Regions from separate parts of the Sus scrofa genome. Here region 2 is linked to region 1. A link is a contact called in public HiChIP or PLAC-seq data. All regions are on one chromosome and are shown on one strand. The core of a region is the stretch at or near the end of the contact, and the rest is flanking DNA. Distances in the headings are between cores, read along the strand shown.

Region 1 (2,707 bases), core at 94-2,593:
CTGTTCCCTCTTCCTCACATGACTACATGGTCAGAGCTCAAGCTCGTATTGAAGTTCAGCTATATTATATATTAAATCTTTTTACGGAAGGGGAAGGACGGTCCTGGCAACTTAACCAATTCGAGTGACTTACAAACAAGCTTTTCAATGCAATTTGGTACAAATTAATGGATGCAGTATGGGAAACAATACCCAAACTATAGAAATAAATAGCCTTGCTGTACTTAGCTCTAGTTAGGTCACTCCTGGGATAATACATTCAATTTAGGGCACTACATACGAAACTAAATTACTGAAGAAAACAATAAGGATGATTCCTTTTATTTGAGGGCTGTCACAAAGCCACTACATGTGACCCTCACAATGCTGTGAAAGTGGCGTGGCAGATATTAATTGCATTTTGGAGACGTGAACATTGAGGCCCAGAAAAAGGGAATGAGTCTAGAACTGAGCATAGAAACCACCCATGTCCAAAATTTCACAATTTAAGTTTGGGGAAGGGATCGGGAGGAGGAGGAGTTAGGCTGCCTTGAAAAGGAGATTAGGAAGAACTATATCAAACTCTTAACTTGCTTGTGTGAACTGCGGAGGCAAAGACACACGGAGGCAAAGACATTACTGTGGCGGCACAGGCAGTTTCTAGAAGACTTTAAGGTACTGTTAGCAGTGATTCCTCTGAGGAGTGGAAGTGATGGATGATGACGATCCATTTAGTTCTCTTGAACTCTTGGACCTGAATGACCATGCGCGTGGACTACAGAGAGCACGGGGAAGTTAATGTTTTGGACTGTCGTGCAAGGACGAGCTCCATCTGTATGCTGGGTGGAACCAGGGAGCAGAGCAGCGGCCCGTGAGCGGGATAAAGTACAGGAGCACAAACGTCACTAAACCTAAGGAGGAGAGCTGTCCAGCAGCGGAATGGCGTCCCCAGAACCCTCCCGTTCCCTCCCTCCAGCCCTGCGACTGGAGGAGGGTCCGGCGAGAGGTCTGGGCTCAACCCAAGACCCTTCTAAAGCCGAGCCTCCGACTCCGGCCCGCGGGAAGGGGCCGGCCGGCCTTACCTCGCAAAGCGTGAAGAGTCCGTAGGCCGCCAGCCACACGGTGCAGGTGACTGCGGTGAGCGAGCGGAACGAGATCCGAGGGCAGCTGAGACAGAACTCCCGGCAGGACGGGGAGTAGTAGCGCCGCTGCAGGGCCAGGCGGCCCCCGCAGATGTCTGAGAAGCTCTGCTCGTCCTCCATGGCCGGCTCGCCTCCACCAGGCCACGCCGCGGCGTCTGGCGCGCCCTCCAGCGTCCTCTCGCCGGCTCTGGGCGAGCTTCCCGAGCGGGGTTGGCCACGCCCCTCCCCCGGCTGCGCGCAGCCGCAGTTCCGCCGCCGACAGGAGGGACGCTCTTCGGGTTTAGGTTTTTCCACGCCCTGGCCCAGAGGGATTTGAAGATTATCTACCCCAGAGATTCAAAGGGGGCCAAGGCCTCAGCGGGCAGATTAAAACAGCTGTTAATGTGCTTTCGCCCAACAAACTGATTTCTATTTCTAAGCCAGAGTACGCCCAAGGAGACAGCCCGCAGGTATTTGTTCATTCATTCATTCATTCATCCCGGTGCAAGGTAGTTTTAGGTGCTGAAGGGGTACAGCGGTAAACAGTATTGACAAAATCCCTGCTTTCTAGTAGTTTCCTTCCTATTAAGAGAAACAATATGGAAATAATCTCAGAGTGCTCTTGGCAATAATAGGACCTGCAGGGCTACTCGAGGACTTTGAAGAGGACAGACGACATCCTCTGAGATGAGACACTGGAGCTACAAGTATAAGGTGCCAGACTGGTCTGAGGCAGGTCTGGAGAAGAAATTTGCCAGGAAGGAGGACCAGGAAAAAGAAAGCCCCCGAGGCTGGAACAAGATCGGCTTATTGAAGGAATCAAAAGGTCAGAGAGGCTGACGCATAAGGAATGCAGTCGGCTGTTGGGAGGTAGGTAGCGGTCAGAACCAGGAGGATTTTGTATAGGGCTTGGTAAGGAGTTTAGATCTCACTGGCTAGGTGTCCTCTCTCCCAAACCACTGCCTGGAGCATTGAGTAGGCAGACAAATCCTGGCTGGGAGGTTAGCAAGAGCGGAAGATGATGAGTCTAATTATTATCCCTTCCTTCTGCCATCAAAGGAGTTCCCTTTGTGGCCAGTGGGTTAAGAACCCGACTAGTATCCATGAACACCTGGGTTCGATCCCTGGCCGTGTTCAGTCAGTTAAGGATCCAGCATTGCGGGGAGCTGTGGTATAGGTTGCAGATGCAGTTTGGATCCCAAGTTGCTGCAGCTGTATCTCTGATTCTACTCCTAGCCTGGAAATTTCCATATACTGCAGATGCAGCCCTAAAAATTTTTTTAATTAAAAAATAAAAAACCAACAAAAAGAACTCGTAAATCTTATTGCAGTTTTTTGTGAAATTGATCAAGAAATATTTACATTTGGAGTTCCCGTTGTGGATCAGTGGTTAACTAATCCAACTAGGGACCATGAGGTTTCGGATTCGATCCCTGGCCTTGCTCAGTGCGTTAAAGATGTGGCATGGCCGTGAGCTATGGTGTAGGTCACAGATGCTGCTCGGATCCTGAGTTGCTGTGACTCTGGCACGGGCTGGTGGCTACAGCTCCGATTCGACCCCTAGCCTGGGAACCTCCATATGCCGCAGGAGTAGCCCAAGAAATGGC
Region 2 (2,707 bases), core at 116-2,615, 260 kb after region 1:
AAATGTTTTAATTGAAGGATAGATGCTGTAGAATATTATATAAGTTCCAGGTATACAATAGAGTGATTCACAATTTTTAAAGGTTATGCTCCATTTATAGTTATTATAAAATATTGCTATATTCCCTGTGTTGTACATTATATCCTGGTGGCTTATTTTAATTTTTTAATTTTAATTTTTTTGCTTTTTAGGGCTGCACCTGTGGCATATGGAAGTTCCCGGGCTAGAGGTCAAATTGGAGCTGCAGGTGCTGGCCTACACCACAGCCACAGCAATGCAGGATCCAAGCCTCATCTGCACCTACACCACAGCTGGGAGCAATGCCAGATTGTTAACCCACTGAGCAAGGGCAGGAACTGAACCCGCACCCTCATGGATCCTAGTTGGGATTGTAACCCACTGAGCCACAACAGGAACTCCCCTGGAAGCTTATTTTATACCTAATAGTTTGTACCTCCTACTCCCCCACCCCTATGCTGCCCCTCCCCCGCTTCTGAGAGTGATCAATCTGGGTTCGACCCGGCTCCTGGGGTAACAGGTAGGGAAAGAGCTGGACGGGACTGTGAGACATGGAGCAGTACCCAGAGTGCTGACAGGTTGCTATGGTGATAAGCCCCGAGTGCATGTGGCTCCCTCCTCCCTTTCTCTTATCTCCATGTACCTGAGCCCTGGTTGCTGGTCACCACCTTGAACCTCCACTGGGCCTCAGACAGAACCTTGGAGAACTGGTGCAGGCGGCTCTGCAGTCCATCTCTGCTGCCAGAGCTGCTCTGGCCTTCGAGCAGCTTTGGCTTCTCAGGAGCGCTTCGGCTGCTCAGCACATCTAGCTGCTCCTGCAGCAGCCTGAGGAAGGCCCCTATCGCCAATTCATCAGCCAGGAACCCACTGATGCCACTAGTAAAGTGCTTTAGGTCCAAAAAGCTCTGTCCGTGAGGCCCCGGGGAAGTGTCTTCTGGCTCTGCCTGCAGACAGCTTGGAATTGTGTAGGTCAGGCTCCTGGGGGCCCCCAGGGAACCCTGCTCTGACTTCCTCTCAGGCTGCGCTCCGTGCTGAGGGCTCTCTGATGGGGACCTCAAACCCAACGGGCCCTTCCCCTCAACGTCATCCTCCTCAGCATAGTCCTCGGGCAGGTGAGGCTCTGGGTGAAGATCAGCAGAGGTGATGAGGAGCAATGAGAAGATGTTTTCTAGAAGTTCCAGGCACAGAGAGTCAGGAATACTGCACAGATACTGTTGACACCTGGCCAGGTATGTTGAGAAGAGACCTGAAGCACCTGAAGAAGCAGCATGTGTTAAGAGAAGAGGGCAGAGAAAGAGGAGGAGAGAGAAAATGCAAACATCAGAAACGATACTTGCCAAACTCGGTCTCCCAACGTTAACTCATTTCCTTGTAGTGACTCAGGGAACCATAGTTACAGCCAGATGAACGAGGGGCTATTGAGACATGTCTTTTCATGATTTGCAGAAAGTTCTTGTTTCCCTAATTAAAAGTACAGCTCACTGAACACATTATTTTGTTTCTGCCTTTTTTTTTTTTTTTTTTGGGTCACACCTGCAGAATATGGAAGTACTGGACTAGGGGTTGAATCAGAGCTGCAGCTGCTGGCCTACCCCACAGCCACAGCCACCCTGGATCCAGCTGCACCTGTGACCTATGCAGCCGTGTGTGGCAATGCCAGATCCTTAACCCACTGAGTGAGGCCAGGGATCAAACCCACATCCTCACAAACAGTATGTTGGGTTTTTCACCTGCTGAGCCACAACAGAAACTCCTGTGTTTCTGTAGTTTTTTTTTTTTTTTTTTAATATTACATCATTCCTCATATCTGAGGAGCACTCCATATTTCAGTTCCTAGAATGAAGGCAGTCTGGAGACTTCTTACTCTCTCTCTCTCTTTTTTTTTTTTTTTTTTTTTGCTTTTTAGGGCCATACTCAAGGTGTATGGAAGTTCCAAGGCTAGAGGCCAAACCCGAGCTGCAGCAGCTGCTGGCCTACACCACAGCAACACAGGATCCAAGCTGCATCTGCACCTACACCACAGCTCACGGCCAACACTGGATCATTAACCCATGGAGCAAGGCCAGGGATTGAACTGGAGTCCTCCAAGATACTAGTCGGGTTTGTTACTGCTGAGCCACAACGGGAACTTCAAGACTCCTTACTCTTTAATTTCTGTTTTCACTCACTGCTACCTAGATCTTTTAAGAAATACTCACTGGTTAAAAACGACCACACTTAGAGTGCAAGGTCTATTCCAAAGCTGCATGGGAGAGATAACTGACTGCTCTCTGGTCACAGAGGGCAAGAAAAATGAGAGAATAGGACAGGAGATTCTTTCTACTTTAGGCTGCGACCCATGACGCTGACTTAAATGACAGTATTTGAAAAAAAATGAAATAAAAAAGAAAAACAATTAGGAGTGTGCTCTGGAAGTACAAAACTCATTTCAGTCTACACATCACTTATACACACATATGCCCACATACAAGTGGAAATTACATACCCAGTGTAGACTAGAGTGATATAAAACGCTCTTTACTATGGATTGGAGTTTTTTTTAAAAAAAAGCATTTGGGGGAGTTCCCATCGTGGTGCAGGGGTTAACGAATCCGACTAGGAACCATGAGGTTGCGGGTTCAATCCCTGGCCTTGCTCAGTGGGTTCAGGATCCGGCGTGGCTGTGAGCTGTGGTGTAGGTTGCAGATGC

Evidence for each region. HiChIP or PLAC-seq counts read pairs in DNA pulled down with a chosen protein or histone mark.
Region 2: an H3K27ac HiChIP or PLAC-seq map of alveolar macrophages shows a contact between it and region 1. The contact joins the enhancer-like site here to the promoter of PIGH in region 1. A contact is called at or near these places in 1 of 5 promoter capture datasets (liver), 4 of 47 Hi-C or Micro-C datasets (embryonic fibroblasts, mesenteric adipose tissue, omental adipose tissue and 1 more) and 1 of 2 datasets of contacts at active chromatin or transcription factors (alveolar macrophages).

What each region holds. Positions count from the first base shown.
Region 1 is chr7:91,315,005-91,317,711 of Sscrofa11.1, forward strand. It overlaps PIGH (phosphatidylinositol N-acetylglucosaminyltransferase subunit H), which reads right to left and starts at 1,344. Exons shown (of 4, transcript XM_001928658.5): 1 at 1,062-1,344. The coding sequence starts at 1,241.
Region 2 is chr7:91,572,771-91,575,477 of Sscrofa11.1, forward strand. It overlaps ZFYVE26 (zinc finger FYVE domain-containing protein 26), which reads right to left. Exons shown (of 42, transcript XM_021099396.1): 10 at 662-1,273. Among named protein-coding and RNA genes, the nearest start is that of ZFYVE26, 16 kb to the right of the region's middle. Within about 2 kb of position 1,366, at least 2 of the 83 cell types and tissues checked have an H3K27ac peak or open chromatin away from gene starts, as enhancers often do. A contact at or near this core is called in alveolar macrophages, where this site is marked.